2 separate regions of the Sus scrofa genome follow, and region 2 is linked to region 1. The links are chromatin contacts, called in public Hi-C maps. All regions are on one chromosome and are shown on one strand. The core of a region is the stretch at or near the end of the contact, and the rest is flanking DNA. Distances in the headings are between cores, read along the strand shown.

Evidence for each region. A called contact is a pair of places that touch in the nucleus more often than the background predicts.
Region 2: a contact with region 1 is called in a Hi-C map of liver, with 2.2 times the contacts expected there. The contact joins the enhancer-like site here to the promoter of PRSS12 in region 1. A contact is called at or near these places in 1 of 5 promoter capture datasets (liver), 7 of 47 Hi-C or Micro-C datasets (alveolar macrophages, embryonic fibroblasts, epiblast stem cells and 3 more) and 1 of 2 datasets of contacts at active chromatin or transcription factors (skeletal muscle).

Annotation. Positions count from the first base shown.
Region 1 is chr8:105,120,141-105,125,756 of Sscrofa11.1, reverse strand. It overlaps PRSS12 (neurotrypsin), which reads right to left and starts at 4,228. Exons shown (of 13, transcript XM_003129227.4): 1 at 3,401-4,228. The coding sequence starts at 3,902.
Region 2 is chr8:105,190,058-105,195,384 of Sscrofa11.1, reverse strand. It overlaps PRSS12 (neurotrypsin), which reads right to left. Exons shown (of 13, transcript XM_003129227.4): 12 at 1,994-2,274; 13 at 1-376. The coding sequence ends at 69. Among named protein-coding and RNA genes, the nearest start is that of PRSS12, 71 kb to the right of the region's middle. Within about 2 kb of position 2,119, at least 12 of the 83 cell types and tissues checked have an H3K27ac peak or open chromatin away from gene starts, as enhancers often do. A contact at or near this core is called in alveolar macrophages and liver, where this site is marked.

The sequences.
Region 1 (5,616 bases), core at 2,979-5,478:
ATTTAGTCAGGAAACTAAATTATTGCAAAGATGCAAAGTATTATTGGGGGAAATCAGTTGCCTGTTAATTCTTCCTGTAGAAATGTGAAATTAATCTGCCTCACATTCAGTTGAAAATCATATTCTGATGAACCAAGCTGTTATCGTCCCACACCGGTCAAATAAAAAAACTGCGGTGCCATTTTTGAAAACCACACAGAAAGTTACCATAGGCTTCCATTCTGCCTGATGCTAAATCTGGCAGGATTACATCACAGAAAGTGGACTCAGTTAAGAGGATCACCCACCACCACACAGCTTGGGTGGGTCCTTGATGCCCTCCCAAGGTTTTCCCTGACTGTGGCAAAGGGTCTTCAGCATGAAAATCATCCTAACTCACATTATAAATGCACATAACTAAGCCAGATTCCTTAGATTACTTAATCGGGGCCTCTGGTGGCTAGAACTCAGGTATCTGTATTTTAACAAATTCCCAGGTGATTCTAATGCTCATTAAGAGACCTAACTCCCAGATGTGATTCAGGGTGTTGCAATCCCCCCCACACACCTTCCCTGAATGATTCTTTATTACTAGTTTCACACAACCAGGGCCCATCATCTTTCTTAGTCCCAGACATTTGAGTCACTGGAGTGTCCATGACCTGCCCTGGCTCTCCCGAGATCTCCCTGCCAACCCGTTCAACTAGGCTTAAACCAACTCCACCTAGGGCACCAACTTCCTCACTTCTCTTCATGCAGCCAGATATGTGACTCTGGCCTCAGGTTGATTTTTTCTAGGAGAGATTTCATGACAATAACGTTTCTTTCCTTTTGTCCTAGCTGTTTTTTCAAAAAGAAAAAGAAAGAAGGAAGGGAGGGAGGAAAGAAGAGAGAGAGACAGAGAGAGATGAAAGAAAGAAAGAAAGAAAGAAAGAAAGAAAGAAAGAAAGAAAGAAAGAAAGAAAGAAAGAAAGAAAGAAAGAAAGAAAGAAAGAAAGAAAAGAAGGAAGGAAGAGGAAGAAAGAAAGAGGAAAAGGAAGAAAAGAAAAAGAAAACCCTGGATCTTTTCAAATCATAACAAACTGGAAATCATGTGCATTGGACCAAACATAATTTTCTTTCTCTTTTAAACTAGTCTTTAAGCTACAAAAATAGGATCATTAGAATGCATAGATATTTGTAAGTGAAGAACAAAATGAGCTGTGGAATGAAATGTGCTCTATCTTATAATGTCACTATGAGAATTAAATGAGAACACTAATATATAAAATGCTTAGCTCAGCATCCAGTACAGAGTAAATACTCAATAAATACTATCTGTTATTATCAATCCAGGCTGTTTTGGTATATGCTCAGAGCTGAGAAAGTCCCGGAATCAATCTATTCTAAAAACCGCCTTTCTCCAGATAAGTAAACTAAAGCTCTGGGGGGTAAGAGTCTTACTCAACACTGCATAGCTACTGGCAGAACTAAGGCAGACACTAGAGTTTTCAAAAGCACAATTCCATATTCTTTTCACCACTCCATGAAAAATAGCTTTGTTCACACTCCTGACTGAAGTGTAAAACCAAGAAAGCCATAAGGTTTGGAATATGCCAGTCATTTTGAAGGTATGAGTTATGCCCAAGGAGTAAATGAAAGAATGAGTTATCAAGACTGAGTCTGTTAAAGCAATTAAATTATTACATGCCAGCAGATTGCTTTCCTGGGTTGGTTTTGTTGTTGTTATCGTTGTTGTTTTTGGAGAAGGGGCATTTATCTCCCATCTTGGGTGGTTTCTTTTGTTTCTCTTGTGTTCAACCACTTCACTTCAGGAAGTACACACACTATTATGCAGTATTTGGAGTCTTGTATGGTGAGAACTAGCTATGAACATAAAGGCATCACAAAGACTGTGCTGCTCTTAGTTTTAAATTTCTTTTCAACACAAGAGGGTGAAGAGAATCAAAGGACAAGCTACTCTTCTCATCCAGAATAAAGTTAAAAGAGTTATGTCTCAGAAAGAGAAAGCAGATTACTATACAGTGTTTTAACTCTGCATTACATTTTTTTCTGTATATATAATAGGTAACATGAACTATAAAATAGAAAAATGAAAAAACCGTCAATGTTTGCTAAACATGGATTTTACTATAAATAAGCTCTTACAGTAAACAGTGAAACATTGCTAGGGCTCTCTGATTGATATAATCTCAAATTTTTTACAGCCACATTGGCATTCTGTCTGTGAGGCACAAGTCTAGCAATGACTTCATTCTCTAGGATGAAGGATAATTGATCTTAACCTTGCTATCACTTTCCTTTAACTCAAAGCACTAATGCAATCGAAGGCACAGATAAATAAAAATTTCTGAAGGGAAAGAATGGCCCTGTGAAAGTTAACCTCCAAAGTACCTCCAAAAGGTACAAAGTACAACATATCGTAGAATCACGACTGACGAAATCCCTGTCCCACAGAAGAGCAGCCAAAAAAAAATTTTTTTAAGAAAAATCCAAACTTTGAAGGACATAAGGTTTTTCTTCCAAAGCTAACAAAGGGGGAGGGAGTCCTACTATTAAACAAAACCCCAACAACTCAAATTTAAGCACTGCTCAAGCAGACTATTTACTTACATTAAATCTATTAATGTGGATGCTTTTATTACCACAAAACTAAAACATCTTACCAACTTTATCTCATCATCAACTAATCCTGATTTTCCACAAATAACATATACAGCCGAATACTGGCATTCTTGAAAACTGCACTTGACTGTATCAAGTTGCTTCTTCTCTAAGACAGTTACTATTCCTATCTCTTTTCCCTTTCCTTTTTCTTCACTCACTGGTGATATTTACCATACTGTGCCCCAGAACGTGAACATCATATAGATAAATTGTATTTTGACCGGAAAATTTTGCCAGGCTTTTTCAAACACATGTCAATGGTGGGAGTAAGGCAGAAATTTTACCACACTTTCCCAAATTGGGTCTGTGGAGACTGGGGAAGGTGTCATATTAGATTTAATATGTCTCTTTCCAAAACAATTAGAAACTCTTTCTTTGCTTTGCCTCTTCTATGTAAACATGGTGACATTCTCAAGGCAAGCTGATCCAGAGAACATACATCCATCCAACGCACACGCACAAGACATACACATACACAGTGGCCAGAGACAAGACCTTATCCAGGAACCCAGAGCCCAGCACCTTGCAGAGAAACTATCACCCCAGATAACCTTCACACACAAAGCGTACCTTGCTAATTCAAAGTCAAGGCACAAATGTATTTGGCTGGTAACAGTGGCATCACACTGAGCAGTGCAAACCCGCAACCGCACCCGCTCCCACCCTCTCTCTGCAAGGAGCACCTAACGCCTGTCCTAGCCAGGCTGGCACCCCGCCAGTCCCGAGTCGCTGCCGCTGCCCTGACGCCACTCACCGTATCTGCAGTCGCAGTAGCCCCAGTCCACCTTGTCGTGGACGTTCCCATAGAAGCACCAGGGTCTGCCCACGCCGTCGGGGCTCCGGCAAAAGTTGTGGCGCTGCCCTCGTAGTTGAGCCCAGCCCGCCGGGGGCGACCGCTCGAGGAACGGTGGCACCTCTGCCCAACGCAGACAAGGGGCGCCGAAGTCCGTCATGTTGACCAAGGGCTCGCCGGCGGGGCAGTCCCCGGAGTGCGGTCGGGGCGTGTGCCCGGCGTGGACAGCGTGCAGGCGCGGGTCATGGAGCGCAGGCGGGGGGCGCAGGACGCGCGGGAGAAGGGGCGGCGGAGGCGTCCTCTGCGGCCGCTGCTGGGTAGGAAAGTGATAAGGCAACCGGGGACTTGGAGGGGGCGAATGGCGATGGCGATGGTGAAGGGGAAAATTGAGGACTGGATTAAAGCTGACCACTCCGGGGAGCGCCCCGAAAATCAGAGCCACCGCGAAGCGGGCGAGCGTCATGGTGCCAGAGCAGCGGGGTTTGGTCCATGCTCCCCCAGCTCGGCGGGTTCTGAAGGGGAGGAGAGGAGGGGGCGGGGGCGGGGCTGCGCGTCGCCTGAATCCCCCACTCGAGCCCCCTCCCGTCCCGCGCGCGCTGACCGCCTGCCCCTCCCCACTTCGCCTCCTGCCGCGGGTCCCCCGCCGCGCCTCTGCTCATGGACCTCCGGAGCCGTCGCGGGAGGGGAAATCTTGAGCCCCGCGGAGCCTCGCTGTTGAAGAGGACCCGCAAAGAGAAGGCGCGGACCCGGCGGGCAGTGGTGGGGCCCGAGCCCCAGGTAGCCGGCAGTGGTGTGGGTCCGGGAACTCTGCCCCCTGGCTGCGGGCGCGGGGCCTGCAGTCTCGCCCCGGAGCCGCACCTCAGCGCTGCCCCTGCCCGGCTCCCGGCTGTCAGCCCGCTGGGTCTGGCCAGACCAGCTGCTGGCACCGCGGCGGTCTCTCTGGGCTGGAGTCTAGCCCGTGGGTGCCAACGCGGGGGTCTGTCTTGGCTGACCCTTGCTTGCAGGCGGCACCCCCGTAGCTCCCGTCTGGCGGCTGCCGAGCCTGCCACCAGCCTCTGCAGCATCTCTCATCCTCCTCCCCACCCCGTGCCGAGCCTCGTTTCCCCTGTTTTGAAATCTTTAGAAGAAACGTGTGGATGGATTTAGTTGCACCTCTCCCCTGGTAAGTCCCAGGGTAAAAGTTATCAAAGCCCAGGAGGAATGTCGAAGCCATTTTATTGAGCTGTGAGCTCCTCAAGGACAAGACCACGTTTCGTTCCGCTTTATATCCCAGTGCTTAACACCGTAGCCAACACTTATTAGGCTCCAATAAACATTTGCTGAAATTAAATTCCTGAACCGACCCAGGGAAATCAGCTTGAGCCTTTTTCTATTTCCTGCCTCCCACTTTCCACCCGGTGTCCTGAACAACATCAGTTGTTTGGTTATTATTTGGATTCAGCGAGGTCCTCTTAATACCAAATTTCCTTTCTAACCAACAAAGACTTCATCCGTCCGGGTCTCCATCCTTTCCAAAAAGTCCATCCCTCTAACACCTGCTTCGTTTTTGCCGGGGCAGGGACTTGAGTTAAGCCTACTCATTTGCCTCTCCGAAGTGGACCGTGCCCGCCAGCAATTTTGTAGCTGCTGTCGACCTTAGCAAAGCCTTTTCAACAGCTCCCCCTACTTCTCCCCTCCAGCCACAAAAAAAGTTGGCTTAGAATTTTTTAAAAGATCACAGGAGATGGATGTTTTAGGATTTCCCCTTTCAGTTGTTCTGTCTTTGCCACTAAAGTTAACAAGAGAAAGGAAGGCTGTGAAGAAGGTAATATTTTACTTTCTGGCATAATCATGTTTCATTGTGTTCTGTTTCGTTGTTGTTACTGTTGTTGTTAAACATGTTTATTCACACCCCACCTGATTCTGTCCTGAGCAGGCTTGAGCCCAGGGTAGTCTGTCTCTTGAACTCCACCCATAATATACTGTATTCTAAAGGAAACCTCAGCATGATGTTATTGTTAAAACAGATTTCAGTTAGAAACTTATTAATTCCTTAAACCCAGCTCAGATAATCCATCTTAGTTTAACATTTTTGAATCATTGTTTTTTTAATTTTTTCTATCCTATTAATGAAATATTTGATCTTGATTCAGAGATAATTGGGCAAATAAATGATAATAGAAATCCAAGAATGTATT
Region 2 (5,327 bases), core at 870-3,369, 72 kb before region 1:
AAATGCCAATGCTGAAAATTTCCCAACAGTTCCTTTAAATACTGTTTTCTTGTGGTTTCCATGAAGGACTAGAGTTTGGTGACACTTTTTATCCAAGGTACAAAGGCTGAGACTTTGGTATAAACACCAGGGGAATCCTTGACCCCACAGCCATATCCCCAGGAGGTCACCCCATACACAACCCAGTTCTCTCCTGGCCGTTCACACATGAGGGGTCCTCCGCTGTCTCCCTGGCAGCTGTCCACACGTTTGTGTCCATGGAGGTTTCCAGCACAGAGCATCCTTCCTGTAAATCGACCCTTATAACGCTCTTCACAAAACCTCTTGGGAAGTAAGGGGATGGCTGCTTGTTGCAGAGTTCTGGAATAGGCTCGTCCTATGCAGGCCAAATAATTGAGTTAGACTCCAGCTAACAATCTTAGAAAAATTAAATGCAACAGTTTAAAAAACACTTATAATAGTTTTGAAATAAGCCCTATTATGGCATTAGTATAGTTTAAATTAGTGATAACCTAAATGGTTGGTTTTCTTTTTTTTTTTTTAACGTCTGCACTTAACTAAACCCTTCACTAAGCTGTTTCTCAGTACTGAGGTTTTTGAAGAATACTTGAGTGACATTTATGGACTTGCCTAAGAGCAAGCACATTTGTGCAGGCTTTAGAATTTGCATTCTCTATAAAAACACTGAGGATGCATTCATGCTGGTTTTGTATTAGCATATCCATTCCTCTAAGACTCATCTACTTCACTGACTTTTGAGGATTTTAAGTGACAATTACTATCCTAAATAGAAATGTGGTATTTTATAAAAATGATTCAGAAACAAATAGGGTACAAATAGGCTTAAGTTTAACCACTTGATATTTTGTTTTGGTTTTGGCCATAACCCTCAGCATTCAGAATTTCCCAAGCCCAGGACTGAACCTGTACGACAGGAGTGTCAACATCGTATCCTTTACCCACTGAGCCACCGGGGAAGTCCAGGACTCATTATTTACTAGTAAGCCACTAGTTCTTTGTGTAGTGACCAAAATGTTTAATTGATAGGTCCCCCATGATAGCCTTTTCTTGGATCTAAATTTCACCGTTATTCTCCAATCCAATTTACTCAACTGGAATAATTCATTGTAAGACATTATGGGAGTTCTCATGTGGTGCAGTGGCTTAAGGGTTTGGCACTGTCACTGCATTAGCTCCAGTCCAGATTTCAGGTAGCATGAGATAAAATGAACACTGAAATAATTACTCACTAAAACCTCACTGGGATTATCACCTGTGGAAATACATATTTGATGCTCTTTGCAAGAGTATAGTTAACAGTGCTAATGATTTTTAATGGAGAGCAGTCAGCTTAATCACTTCTCCGTACTCAACAGTCATTTGTGATCAATCACCTAGTCCAGGTGAGACCTAGTTCCGTTTCAGAGACCATCTTGAGCAAACATCAGTCGAGGTTAACTCTAGCAACACTACTTTCAAAAGCTGTTTGCCTGAGAGAACATAAACTGAACACTACACTCCTGCTCGAGGATGGGAAGATGGGAAGAACGGGAAGCAGGTGGCAATGAAGGAGAAACTCAAGGGGGTTGGATCCCTCCCCTTGAACCTTGGTAGCTCTACTTTTTGTCTGCTCTTTATTTAGGAATTCTCCATAAGATTTAGTGTGAAAAAGTGCTCCACCATTACAAAGGAACCGTCAAACACCAAAGCCCCCTCCTGGGGTAGCTACATCAAAGTCATGTGGGAAAGCCTTTTAAAATACTGCTAGCCAGGCCCTAGTCCTGAGGTAGGGCCTAAATTCTAATAGGAATCACAGTACCCTCAGCAGATGAATCCAAATTACATGCTTGCATCTCACTTGGCATAGTTAGCAAACAACAAAGCCTCAACCCCTTTAAGATTTTATTCCCCACTCTACACCCCAATGTATGGATAATCTCACACACGAGGAAGTGCCCAGGTCTTGTTTGTTCCTTTGTTTTTGTTATGTTACCTGTGTCGCCCCATCCGGTTATGTAACAATTGGAGGCTGTTTTCTGTGGCCTCTCTCTCCAGAGCGGCAAACAGGCTGGCAAAACGTGGCTGCTGAATCTGGCACATTGCTCTTCTGGACCTTGTAACCTAACTAGGGCAATGTCGTAGTCACTGCTGTCCGGTCGATACTGCCTGTGAATCACAATCTGCTGAACTCCGATTTCTTCTTCAAACTCTTCTGGCACAAGAGTATGATAATCCCCAACTCGAACAGCATAGTTCCTCGTGCTGTTGCCATACCTGAGAAGCAGAGAGAGCTAAGGTGTCTCAGATGTTGAAAACTGGTCACTATCTGCCAGGAAGTTTGACAGATACTTTCAAGCCTCTCTTCCAAATTATTAACCCCTTTTATAAGGTTAACTTTACATTTCTCTGACCTCACCACTCTCCTCCTACTCTAACCCACTGTCATGACTTTTTTTCTTCACTCATTAGTCTCTCATCTGCTCTACTTTTCCTTTTTTTTTTTTGAAAACAGTACTTGACAACAATCCAATTTGCTATTTTTTACATATGTTGTTCTCTGTCTCCCTCTGCCTGAGTAAGACGGACTCAAGGGCAGGGATATTTGTCTTCCACATCTAGAATAGTGATGCCACTTAAGTAGCAATGTAGTACATGTTTATTAATTTAGTGAATGAAAAAATGTATATTTTTTAATGAGCGTGTCTTTTTTCCATAGAAACTATTCAATTAAAATAGAAACACAGTATTTACTTGATTGAGAGTTCTCAGCCTGTTTTTCAGCCAACATAACCTTGATTCTGATACATCTGCTGAAAGCAGTTTCTCAACCTCAGCACTACTGCCATTTGGGGCCAGATGGTTCTCTATTCTAAGGAGCTGTGCTGTGCATTGCATGATGTTTAAAAGCATCCCTGTACTAGAGGCCAGTAGCCTGCGCGCGCGCACACACACACACACACACACCACCCTAGTCTGACAACCAAAAATGTCTTCAGACATTGCCAAATAAACACTAAGGTACAAATTTTCCACATTTTAGAATCACCAACCTAGAGTACAGGATCTGGCCCACCTCCTGGTCACTTCCTCTTTTCTCACTGAAGAGTTCAGCCCCTGCCCACTTCCCCTCTACTGCTACTTACAAAGTTCTCAATGACTCAATTCCCGGCAATTTTCTTTCCCATTTAGTTCCCTAACCTCCTCACGTGCAGAGTACATCCTCCACTTCATCTCAGCCCCCCACCTGGAGTTGATACTCACCAAATACGACACGTTTTTGAAGTCTCAATTTCAAGCACCTCATACTCAACTACGTCCTATCTTTATAGTTTCACAGCTGTACAGTTCTTGAACGACACTGGACTTTAGTCCTTGGGTGCCTCTAGTTTTTTCATTTCAATCTCACTCTGCTTATGACATCCCTTCTTACCAGGCTTGGATTCCATAATCACCCTTTTGCAAAAACGTTCAATCCTTTCCTTTTATCTGCCAAAACTCCAACTCTAGGTTTATCAACTTACCACCTACCTTCTACGAGCATCTAACTGTTGAAAGGGAAAAAGATTTAACAGCTCTCACCTTAATTTTTTAATCAAAACTTCAAAGTCTTCCACTGGGCATAAGGCCTGTACTTGAATATGAATTTAGAGAAGTGGTTTTCAAAAGTTGGAATTTTCTAATGATGATCTACTTTAAATATAAGCTTTCATTTACTCCTATAAAATTACTGGAAGTTATAAGTTGCTCAAACATTCTAATAGCCCTAAATAGGTCTCTGACAACATTGCAATATATAAACTGATTTTCTTAACTATGTCAGCTCAAAAAACTGAACAATGCAACAAAGATGATTTAGCTTATATAAGCACTTGCTAGTGACCTATGAAACTAAACTTTCCTGCAATTCCTTATAATTCTGCTTTCAACCTTAAATCATCACATATCTTTTAAAGTTTAGAAGGCTTTTTTGAATATATTGCATATAGAGACTATCTTCTTGTGGGTTCCACTTTGAACTTTAAATAAGTTTAGGATTATTTCACATCCTGAAACTGTAAAAAGTAATAGTCTTGAAGTATAATCAGATATTTAAATGACTCTCACTTCTGCTTTCTGTGTACTGATACTACTGTATTATAAAAGTTCTATACACCTCATTAATGTACTCAGGTTTAAAGTCAACCCCCAAGTGATTTAACACCTTTCTCACAAGAATAACTATCAACACATCCTTGAAAGTGCTGCTGAAATGTTTCATGTAGCTTTGGAATGGAAGAAGTTCTCTCGAGTCGCACTATCCAATACAGTAGCCAGTAGCCACATGTGGCTATGGGAGCACTTGAAATGTGGTTGGTCCAAAATAAGATTTGCAAAAAGTACAAACTATGCTCAGGACTTTGAATATTTAGCATGAAAAAAAGAATGCAAAATACATGGCTTCTATAGAAAATAAGAGTATCAAATAGCTCAATTTTATATTTTGCAATGATAATGTTTTGGATATACTGAATTAAAATATATCATTAAAATTAATTTTGGTCATTCGGTTTTTTAATCTTTTTATGTGGCTACTAGGAAATTTAAAGTTACATATGATTTGCACTTGTGGCTCACATTTTATTTCTATTGGATAGCATTGGTCTAGAGAAATAGTTTGGCATAAACTAGGCATCCTATTTCATTCTGGAGGTTTGGGTTTTTTTGGCCATGCCCACAGCATGTGGCAGTTTCTAAGCCAGGGATTGAACCCATGCCACAGCAGCAACATAAGCCACTACAGTGACAACCCTGGATCCTTAATCTCCTGCCCCAGAAAAAAACTCCTTATTTTATTTTTTTTTAATGCAGTCTCTTATGTTGATTGTAACCTTTATTTATTTATTGTCTTTTTAGTGCTGCACCTGCAGCATATGGAGATTCCCAGGCTAGGAACTGAGTCAGAGCGGTAGCCCCTGGTCCATGCCACAGCCACAGGAACGCCAGATCCGAGCCGTGTCTGCGACCTACACCACAGCTCACTGGCATCCTCATGGATACTAGTCAGATTCATTTCCACTGAGCCACGATGGGAATCCCTGCTTATAACCTTTAATCTCAAGTTATGAGACATTTCCTTGTCAACTTTTTATATCCTTTAAGATAATTACATTACTGTTCAACCTAAAAAAAAAAAAAAAAAAGTTTTATCACAACAATGTTTTCCATTCTTTGAAAAAGAGCTGTGACACTTAGCTAAAATAATCCTTGCATCTAAATTGGCTGTATAAATATATCTTACATTATCTAAAAATTGTGTCTTCAACCAGTGAACAGAGAAACAGGACAGA